3 separate regions of the Sus scrofa genome follow, and all the other regions are linked to region 3. Evidence: chromatin contacts called from public Hi-C data. All regions are on one chromosome and are shown on one strand. Each heading gives the region's core, a stretch centred on a gene start, on an enhancer-like site or on the middle of the called end of the contact. The rest is flanking DNA. Distances are from core to core; before and after follow the strand shown.

The links. Hi-C and Micro-C count contacts between places; a contact is called where the count stands out from the background.
Region 1: a Hi-C map of liver shows a contact between it and region 3, with 1.6 times the contacts expected there. The contact joins the promoter of GSDMA here to the promoter of ZPBP2 in region 3. A contact is called at or near these places in 2 of 5 promoter capture datasets (fetal liver and liver) and 7 of 47 Hi-C or Micro-C datasets (alveolar macrophages, blood, embryonic fibroblasts and 3 more).
Region 2: a contact with region 3 is called in a Hi-C map of embryonic fibroblasts, with 2.4 times the contacts expected there. The contact joins the promoter of PSMD3 here to the promoter of ZPBP2 in region 3. A contact is called at or near these places in 3 of 5 promoter capture datasets (fetal liver and liver), 4 of 47 Hi-C or Micro-C datasets (embryonic fibroblasts and liver) and 1 of 2 datasets of contacts at active chromatin or transcription factors (alveolar macrophages).

The regions. Positions count from the first base shown.
Region 1 is chr12:22,377,504-22,380,936 of Sscrofa11.1, reverse strand. GSDMA (gasdermin-A) reads left to right here and starts at 1,814. Exons shown (of 11, transcript XM_013979681.2): 1 at 1,814-1,919.
Region 2 is chr12:22,358,610-22,362,268 of Sscrofa11.1, reverse strand. It overlaps PSMD3 (26S proteasome non-ATPase regulatory subunit 3), which reads left to right and starts at 1,719. Exons shown (of 12, transcript XM_003131496.5): 1 at 1,719-2,118. The coding sequence starts at 1,899.
Region 3 is chr12:22,460,493-22,464,306 of Sscrofa11.1, reverse strand. It overlaps ZPBP2 (zona pellucida binding protein 2), which reads left to right and starts at 1,459. Exons shown (of 7, transcript NM_001164513.1): 1 at 1,459-1,629; 2 at 1,741-1,806; 3 at 3,393-3,518. The coding sequence starts at 1,581.

The DNA.
Region 1 (3,433 bases), core at 565-3,064, 84 kb after region 3:
TCAGACCCCTAGCCTGGGAACCTCCATATGCTATGGGTGTGGCCCTGGAGAGCAAAGGAAAAAAAAAGAAAGGGGAGGTGTGTCTCTAGGGCGAGCTGATTCAGCTTTCAAGGCCTCATGTCCTCATCACAAAACAGAGACCCCTGGAGTTCCGACTGTGGCTCGGTGGGTTAAGAACCCGACAGAGTACCCATGAGGATGCAGGTTCGATCCCTGGCCTCTCTCAGTGGGTTAAGAATCTGGCGTTGCCACAAGCTGCAGCGTAGGTCACAGATGCAGCTCGGATGGGGCGTTGATGTGGCTGTGGTGTAGGCCGGTGGCTACAGCTCGGATTCCATCCCCAGCCTGGGAAATTCCATATGCTGCGGGTGCGGCCATAAAAAAGAAAAATAAATAATAAAATAAAATAAAATATATAAATAACAAAGTCTTTTTGTAGAGCACAGGGAAGTATATTCAATAACCTGTACTAAACCATAATGGAAAAGAATATGAAAAAGAATATGGACATATGTGTATATACTGTCATTCATAACTGAATGACTTTGCTCATCACCTAATACCAACACCGCATTGTAAATCAACTCTTTCAATTTAAAAATGAAAGGTAAACTATATCTAGTCACTTATGATAGAGGATAATGTGAGAAAAAGAATGTATATATGTATGTGCCACTGGGTCACTTTGTTGTACAGTAGAAAATTGACAGAACACTGTAAACCAGCTGGAATGGAAACAATAAAAATCATTGTAAAAAATAAATAAATGAAATAAAAAGAGGCGTTCCGGGGGAGTTCCCGTCGTGGCGCAGTGGTTAACGAATCCGACTAGGAACCATGAGGTTGCGGGTTCGATCCCTGCCCTTGCTCAGTGGGTTAACGATCCGGCGTTGCCATGAGCTGTGGTGTAGGTTGCAGACGCAGCTTGGATCCCGCGTTGCTGTAGCTCTGGCGTAGGCCGGTGGCTACAGCTCCGATTAGACCCCTAGCCTGGGAACCTCCATGTGCCACTGGTGCCCTTAAAAGGAAAATAATAATAATAATATTAAATTTTAAAAAATAAGAGCAAGACCTGAGATGATGACATATGTGAATTCGCACGGCAGATGGGCGCATTGGGCTTTTCCGCTGACTCTGCCATGCCTTTGCCTAGGGATACGGGTGTGTATGTACGCTGCTCCAGAAGCAGCAGAGACGCTGAACAGGAGACAACAGGAACCAAGTGATCTCGCTCCATCTCTGCTACACAGACATGCGAATATGTGCCTGGAGCCAAGCCACATGGGCTGCGTGGTCATACGCGGGCCGACACGCGGAAAGATGGGAGAACAACTTCTCAGCTGTGCTGCCTGCTGCTGCTGCGGTCGGAAGACACACAGGATTTCTTACGCCCGCGTCACGCCCGCAAGACCTCATCATGAATCCTAGATGCTTCCTAATGACCGTGGCGGAAGAGAAGCCTTCCCCATCTACACATGCACGCGCGCGCACACGCGCGCACACACACACACACACACACACACACACACACACACCCCAACCCCGCCGCCTCTCTCTGAGCCCCCTCCAAGGTGCCTTCTTTCCTCTCCTCTCAGCCCATCAAGCCAAGCCTCCATGGTCACCTCTCCTTCAGCCTTGGCTCCCCCACCCACGCTGGCACCTGCCTGGCATGCACCTGACCCACCCCCTCAGCCCTCAGGAGGCCAGGGCCCAGGGCCTGGGGCAGCGCCGGCGTGGAACAGGTTGATGCTGTTCTCCCGGAAGTGGAGCAGGAGAGGGGTGGGGTCACTGGGGCAGGCGGGGTCCCCGGAAGCCTACATCCTTGCCTCCACGGAGGCATAAAGGAGCAGCCGGTTCTGGTGAGGGAGAGTCATTCTCGCAGCCACAGACCCAGCTGCTGGACCAGACCGAACACCCTGGTAAGAGCTCCCTGGTAAGGGCTTGATGACAGCGGGGGAGGCTGGGGTGTTCTCGGAATGAACACGAACATGAGTGGAACAAGAAGGGCCTAGGAGGCCGGGAGAGCCCAGTGCAGTAGGAACCTTGACCAGCCTCGGGGAGAGAAGGGAGCAGTGGCCCTGGAGAGGTGAGCACTTCTCTGATGAAGACCATACAGCAGTCGCCTGAGCCCTTCCCAGCTGCATTCGGCTGCTCAGGAAGTTGTCCCACCCCATCAGGCCATCCCAGGAATCAGGGTGCTGGAAGCACACTGAAGCTTGTGTGGTTGGCAGAACAGCCCCATGAACCTGTGCATGTGCCTCCGGCTTCCCTGATGCTATGAGGTGCCCACAAGGGGCGTGAGGTGGTTCCAGACCTGCTGGCATGAACTCTTCCACCCCTGGGGCGATCCAGCTATGCCAGCTGGCTGCCCAGCCAGAGCACCTTGGCTTGAAGCTCAAAGACAGAGACTGTGAACCTCAAGTTCTTGCAGGTTCCACGCTCTCCAGGACCCTCTCACCCCAGCTTATGTCTCCCAGGCTCCCAGGGCCCCATTCATTCATTCCCTTGATGGTTTTTTGTCTTGTTTTGTTTTGTTTTGTTTTTTAATTTACGGCTGCACCCATGGCATATGGAAGCTCCTGGGCCAGAGATTGAATCCAAGCCACAGCTATGACCCATGTCACAGCTTCGGCGACACAGGAAATTTACCCCACTGCGCCGAGCCTGGAATCGAACCTGTGCTTACTCAACGGCCTGAGCTGCTGTAGTTGGATTCTTTTTTGTTTTTGTTTTTGTTTTTTTTGGTCCTTTTAGGGCCGCACCTGCAGCATATGGAGGTTCCCAGGCGAGGGGTCAAATCGGAGCTGCAGTTGCCAGCCTATACCACAGCCACAGCAATGCTGGATCCAAGCCACATCTATGACCTACACCACAGCTCATGGCAACACCAGATCCTTAACCCACTGAGCGAGGCCAGGGATCAAACCTGCATCCTCATGGGTATTAGTCGGGTTCGGTAACCACTGAGCCATGACGGGAACTCCAAGCTGAGGCCGCAGAGATGATTAAGACCCACTTCCTGCCCTCTGGGAAGTCACGGTGGAGTAGGCGAGACTCAGGTGATCAGATCACAGCAGGTGACAGGTGTTTAAGAGAGGTATGTACACAGCGTTTCGGGAACACGGGGTGGAGTCACCAGCTGCCTGAGGGGGAGGGGGAGGAGTCCCAGAGGAATGACTGGAAGTGAGTCTTGAAGGATGAGTAGGGATTCTTCAGATGGGGAGGGAGGTACTACAAGCAGAGGAGCAAAGGCAAAGAGCATCAGAGTGCCTGCTTCTGTTGGGCGGTGCCTGGAGGGAGGTGGGTCTACCCTCTGAGCCAGGGGGGCACAAAGGAGGTAAGGGTACAGGGAGGTGACCCACCCACCCAAGGAAGAGGCACCTGGGCAAAACAGCACTGCCTCCCACCCATGGTGGCCGCCTCCCTCCCTCAG
Region 2 (3,659 bases), core at 470-2,969, 100 kb after region 3:
ATAAGTTCACAAACCTCCCAGGTCACTCTCCCTATCCAGGGTGACCCACTTTCTCTGAGGGCAAAGTAAAACTTGCTGTACACTGAAAAAAAGAAAAAGAAAACCTCCAAGATAGGAAAGGAGTTTTTGTTTTGTGTCTTTTAATAAATTGGAACCTGTATCTTCCTCTTGAAAAATCACTAGAGGATTCCTTTGAAAAATAAGTAGACTGTGTTTCTGGTCCAAATTTTTCCCCTGGGGGATTCTTTTTTATATATATTTATATATATATATATATATATATATATATATATTTTTTTTTTTTTTTTTTTTTTTGTCTTTTTGCTATTTCTTGGGCCGCTCCCGCGGCATATGGAGGTTCCCAGGCTAGGGGTCGAATCGGAGCCGTAGCCATTAGCCTACGCCAGAGCCACAGCAACGCGGGATCCGAGCCGCGTCTGCGACCTACACCACAGCTCACGGCAATGCTGGATCGTTAACCCACTGAGCAAGGGCAAGGACGGAACCCGCAACCTCATGGTTCCTAGTCGGATTCGTTAACCACTGCGCCACGACGAGAACTCCTCCCCTGGGGGATTCTTAAGCCCACCTTAGGTAGACTATTATTCTGTTCCCCATTTCACTACAGTGAAGAGTCTCCATCATCATCTTCCACCCTCTTGTGTCCAGCATCACAATACATGGCAGCCCAGAGCAGAGCTTCCAGCAGACCACGCTCTGGAGCTGTTTTTCTGGGTTGTTTTTTTTCTGGCGCGCGGGGGGGTGGGGAGTGTTGGTTTGCGGGGTTTTTTTTTGTTTTTTGTTTTTGTTTGCTTTTTAGGGCTGCACCTGCAGCATATGGAAGTTCCCAGGCTAGGGTTGGAATTCGAGCTGCAGCAGCCAGCCTACACCACAGCCACAGCAACATGCCAGACCCGAGCTACGTCTGCGACCTACACCGCAGTTTATGGCAACGCCAGATTCCTAAGCCGCTGAGCGAGGCCAGGGATTGAACCTGCATCTTCATGTATATTAGTCGGGTTTGTTACTGCTGAGCCACAAAGAGAACTTCTGGAGCTGTTTTTTTTTTGTTTGTTTGTTTGTTTGTTTTTTCCACCACCCTGCCCCCTGAAATGTGCTAGCCCTGAGCCTCACATAGAGTGGACCCCTAAATTTTACTAAATTATAAGTGATTATACGCAAATGCACTCTCCCCGCATCCGCACTCCCAGGCTGCAGAGATTTTATGCCTTATTTTCAGCACTAGCTAAAATCGGACAAGAAAGTCTGAATCCCATGGGGTTCTTCCTCGTCTCCAATTCGGTGTAGTTTTCAGCCCAACAGCCTAGCTCAACATCCCTTCGCAGCTTCTTTTCTTCTCTCGCGCCAGTTGCATCAAGCGGCGGTTGAGAACTGCAAATTGAGCGAGTTTAGGCATGAAACTCGCCTGGCAACTCGTGGCGTCATCACGCTCTGCGCTTGGATAGACCCTACCCATTTCATCGAAGTTGGGTGCTTAGAGTCCGCAGTGACCCAGTGGGGGCCTGAGGGGACCTCATGCGGACATACATAGAAATACACCGGAAAGGAACACAAAGGAAAAAAACACACAGAAACAGTTCAAAACAAGCCGGACAAACCCCTACAGGCTCCTCCCCGCTCCTCCTCGAAGATCCGCCTCCATCCGCACATCGGCTGTTGATTTTTCTCCCCTTTGTGGACTCGGCAATTGGCCCACTCGGCCTGGCATTTCCCACAAGGCCCAGCGCCGGGAAGGGGTTTGCAGCTGCTCCGTCATCGTGCGGCCCGACGCGAGCCCGCGCTCGTGTGCAGGCCCGGCTCGGTTCCTGGTCTCCGGTGCGAGGATTCACCCGAGGCCCCGGCCTCGGTCCCCGGACTAGGCCGCGACCCCGGGCGCCATGAAGCAGGAGGGCTCGGCGCGGCGCCGTGGCACGGACAAGGCAAAGCCACCGCCCGGCGGAGCGGAGCAGGAACCACCGCCGCCCCCAGCCCCTCAAGATGTGGAGATGAAAGAAGAGGCAGCGGCCGGTGGCGCATCAACCGGGGAGACCGATGGCAAGGCGGCAGCGGCGGCGGCTGAGCACTCCCAGCGAGAGCTGGACACCGTCACCTTGGAGGGTACGAGAGCGCGGGCCGTGGGCATGCCATGACCACGGGTGACAGCGCCGCGGTGATCCAGCGCAGCCTCTACCACCCCTAGTTCGTTGAGATCACCCCCAGGTGCCCGCCCCTACTTCCCTCACACTCCGACCCCAGCCTCACTAGCCGAGCCTTCTCTCCGGGCTCAGGCCCTTCGCACACACCTCTCCGCAACCTGGGGTTGCGTCCAGAACTAGATGTCATTGGGCCCGTAGACTCCCTTTTCTGAATTCTCTCCTCTGACGTTATTACTCCTTTTACACTGATTCTGGCGTCCCCAGTGTATGATTGACCTCTCTAAAAACCAGTGTAGTCATGTGCGAAGGAGGTCAGGATGACGCAGAATACTGGCCCCGAGTTTTAAGAATGGTTTGTTGTCTTAACTACCTTTAGCAAACTGCCCTAAAAGAGCTCTTTTTACATAGCATCTTGCTTCCTAGTTGCTGTAATTGAGATGCCCGCGCGATCCCCTTTGCCCTGTTTCTCCTCCTCTAAGCCCAAACTCCTACTGTTTCTAAAGTTTAAATATATTACACACCTTGTTTGAGTTCCTCGTACTTGCCTTCCACCTAAACAACCCCCAGCCCATTTCTTTTCTCCTCGGCACCTGTTGCCAGTTTCCTATCATTCTCTCGTTCCTCCAAGTTCATATTTCGCTTTTCTTACTCAGAGCTCCCTGTCCACATTCGGAGTGGGTAGAGTGAGAGCTTCTCATTGTGATCTTGATGTTGTTTTTCTGTTCTGGATCAAATAGGACCAGACTATTTATTGATTTTCTCTGTACTTAACTGCATAAGAACCTCGCTCAAAAACATTGAAGTAGGAGTTCCCGTTGTGGCTCAGAGGAAACAAATCGGACTAGGAACCATGAGGTTGCGGGTTCGACCCCTGGCCTCACTCAGTGGGTTAAGGATCCAGTGTTGCCGTGAGCTGGGGTGTAGGTCGCAGACACAGAGTGGATCTGGCATGCTGTGGCTGTTGTATAGGCTGGCACCTACAGCTCCAATTCAACCCCTAGCCTGGGAACCTCCATATGCCATGGGTGAGGCCCTGAAAAACCAAACAAAACAAAAAACACATGGAAATAAGCAAATTGATGCACCTGAGTGGTGTTTTGAGAGTGTGATAGTGTTGACTGCATGAGCTCCTACTCTAAAGTTGGACAGCAGGAGTTCCCGTCGTGGCGCAGTGGTTAACGAATCCGACTAGGAACCATGAGGTTGCGGGTTCGGTCCCTGCCCTTGCTCAGTGGGTTAAGGATCCGGCGTTGCCGTGAGCTGTGGTGTAGGTCGCAGACGCGGCTCGGATCCCGCGTTGCTGTGGCTCTGGCATAGGCTGGTGGCTACAGCTCTGATTCGACCCCTAGCCTGGCAACCTCCATATGCCACGGGAGCGACCCAAGAAATAGCAAAAAAAGACCAAAAAATAAAATAAAATAAAATAAAGTTGGACAGCAGACTTATTATCTAAATAAGATCCTTTTTTGCGGTTTATGAGAGTCGACTATATGCGAAAGTTTC
Region 3 (3,814 bases), core at 210-2,709:
AAAAGAGTGGACGATACTTTGAACAAATAACTACCACTCATTTGATTAAAGTCGCTTCTCAGTGTTCCAAGCTGATCACACAGGATTTACAAGGATCAGTTAGTTATGCCCGGGAAGCTATTAAAACGCTGTGGATTTACAATGTACTTGAACTAAAACTGGATGATAAACTTCCAGGGAAGCAGAGAGGATGCCTAAATTTATCTTCTTTATCCTCACTTTAAGAAGGAAACAACAGTTGAGACTGAACCATGAATCTAGACACCGTAACTGACATGGGTGGATCTGACTCACTGAATCACATTTCATGGCTTAGGCTATGTAGGTAAAATTAACAGTGACTAAAAATGAAATCACTGACAAAGGTTGCTCCTGGACCATCTGAGATAGTCCAAGTACTGACTCGGCTCAAAGGAAATAAAACTGAAAACTCTTGATCTCACCCCAAATAATCATTTTGCACCCTGTCTGAACCTTGGGCTCTCTACCCACCAGCCTACTCAAAACCACGACTGCGGGTGTCCCGCTGCTAAGAAACAGACAATACACAGGGCTTTCCAGGCCACCAAATTAGTAGCCAAGAAGGGACCCGTGAAAAACGCTGGCACGCTTTATTTTGGAGCTCGCTGATCTTGACCTAACCTCCCTTCCGACCGGAAAAGCCGATGTGGGGACCTTGCCTTTCAATTGGGCCCTTTTTCAAAGCAGGCTGACTTCTCAACCCTGGAGAAATTTGCAAGCGGGGCGGGGGGTCTCTCAACATCGCTGATACTCGAAGATGAAAATGAAGATGAAATGTTCCCATAAAGTGAAGGCCTGGAGACGCCTTGTTGGCGCAGTAGCGGTTCGCTGACTTCTTCGTTTTGTGGGTAGAATACAGTTCAGCAAAAAACGGGTGTTAAAGAGTTTGAAAAAGATTGTGCCCACAGTTTCAGCCAGTTCCTGAGAAGAAAGGCACAGAAGTTCCCACGTGGGGTTCTCTGCTTCCTATGAGGTGGAAATTTTCACAAGCTTCTCCCTCTTCGGTGCTAATTCAATCGCTTCCCCTACCCGCCCTACCCCATTAGAGCCATGGTGTTCCTCCTGTGGCTTTCTTGTCCCTAGACTAAGTAAGTGACAGAACACTCAAGGCCCTGGTTTCTTCTCCTGTACTCTTTTCTTCCCTCTGGGCCCTCGCAGAGAACTAAGCCGCCCAGAGCGCAGGGATATGGCGCCAGACGGAAGGCGCGAAGCATCCTAACGACGGCGGCCGCGTGCGCGCAAGGGGGCGGGGCGCTCGCCTCCCGCTTGCACCAGCCCAGGGTCCTGCCCTCTGCCCACGCCCCGCTCTAGCCCCGCCCACGTCCCTGCGCCCCGCCCACGTCCCTGCGCCCCGCCCTCGTCCCTGCGCCCCGCCCACGCGCGCGAGGCCCGGTAGCACGCACGCGCTGTCCGGCGCGTCCGCTCCTGCGGTAGCTACGGACGGGTAGGGAAGCTGCCTCTCGGCGGTTTGGTCAGCAATGAGGAGGCGTTGCGCAGGGGCTGAGGTAGGAAGGTGCCCGCCCCTCGACGCCTCCCGCGACGCTAGTCCCTGAGCCACGATGCGAGCTTGGGTCCTACTCTCCGCGGTGCTCTGGTACCTCACAGGAGGTGGGGCTCTTCCCGCCCGCCCCCCGGCCTCTCCCCTCTTCCCTGTCCTGCCCCACGCTGAGCCCTGGCTCCTTTTCTACGTGAAAAGTCAGTGGTTTCTTTTCTCCGCAGTTGGATGGCAGCGTTCCTCCGAACGCAATGAGAAAGGCTTCATTTATGGCAAGCCGGGACATCCAGGTAATAAGGACCTCGTCACCTGCAGAGTCGATCCGAAGAGCCAGGTGTGCCTGGCTCTGCTAAGGTGCTTCCCACGGTGGGAAACGGAGCGAACGTTTATGGAACATCTGCTGTGTGCTCCGCACTTCCCGAAGGTTTCGTCGTTTCATCCTTAGAGCGACGCCACTGAGCCTGTGTTGTATCACCTTGTCTAAAGCCGCACAGCTCGCGATGAGCTAGGATTCAATCCTGGTGTCTTTCTCCGAGGCCACCTCCCTGCCAGGGGTCCCTGCTTCTTTGCAACGTGCAAGGGCCACTCAGAGGAGTGATTTGCCGGGCTGGAAGTCCCTCTGTTCGGAATGCCCTTATCCCTTACCTTATTAACTAGAACTCCTTCAACATCCTTTACGGCCTCAATTCACATATCATTTGTCACTGCGATGAAACTTTCTCACACTCCCCAATGAAAGTTAGTCTCCTGGCTAACTTAGATAACTTTGGGCCAGTCCAAGGCCCAAAGGCTTTGGGCTTTGAGCTCCTCCCCCCACCGCCAAACTGTAGGACAGTGTTTTGTTTTTTTAGAAGGCAGAATTGAAATCCTTCTCTTTATTATTTTTTTAATAGCTATTTCCCCAATGCAATTTTTTTTCTATTGTACCGCATGGTGACTCAGTTCCACGTACATGTACACATTCTATTTTCACACATTATCATGCTCCATCATAAGTGACTAGGCATAGTTCCCAGTGCTACACAGTGTCATCTTTTTATGTTTAGAGCCTGGCATTCAGTAGGCTTTAAAATTAATATATTATGAAACAGTGTTGGTTCCAAGCACATTACTGCTGTTTCCATCAAATCTGAAACAGAATAGGTAATTTCAGAAAATCTTCCTTGAATGTGGCACATAGGCTTAGTTATTGTTCTAACAGAGGACATTTATAAATATCAAGTTTGCCTTGAAGGTGACAATGATTATCTTTAAAATAGTTTTGTAGCCAAAAATACTGACCTTCAAATTGATTCCACTAACCCTTCAGAATTTTTTTATTCTAGTTAGTTCTGCACATTAAAATGAACTTCTAAATGTATTATATACCTTTTTTATAAACAGCACTATAATATCACAGAAAAAAGAAAAAATACTGACTCTCCAGTAGAACAGTTTTTTAAATCTGCAAGAAGCTAAAACACTCTAAATGTTATAATCATATACTGATTTTTAAAATAGTGAAATCCAAAAACAACTAATTGAAGTAACTTTGGGGAGTTCCCACTGTGGCTCAGTGGGTTAAGACCCTGACATAGTGTCTGTGAGGACACGGGTTCAATCCCTGACCTCACTCAGTGAGTTAAGGATCCGATGTTGCCACATGCTCTGGCATAGGTTGCAGATGCAATTGGGATCTGTTGTGGCTGTGGCTGTGGCATAGGCCTGCAGCTATGGCTCCAGTTTGACCCCTAGTGCAGGAACTTCCATATGCAGCAGGTACTGCTGTAAAAAGAAAAAAAAAAAAAAGTAACTTTGGCATAAAATGGTAGGAAGCATATTTCTTAATTTAATTTTGCTGTATAAAGTACTTATATATTGTTTGATTTTGTCACAGTGAAAGTATATGTAAAATTACATCACAGTAGCCCAATTCTTGTCTGTATGGATTTTAAACTTGCTGAAAAAGAAACAGTGGACCCCACTTACTTATGGATTGGACCCAATGAAAAGCCATTAACAGGTAAGTCATTTGATTTTAATATCTTTTTTAATGTTGAGGAATTTTTTTTTAGAAAGGCTCTGTCACTTATTGGAATGAACAACTTGAAATTTAATTTTAACTGCAGTTTCACTTACTCCATACTTAAACCATATTCTTGGTTTGTGCCTTATTTTCTCTTTATGCAAAAACTGAAGCAGTAAGTTTTGTACCCTACTTCCCAGAGCTATATTAGTTTAGTTTTTATGAAACCTAAAATTTATCCCTGCAACACCTGTGATAGGAGATGAGGTAACTAATATGTAATTTTCCAGGAT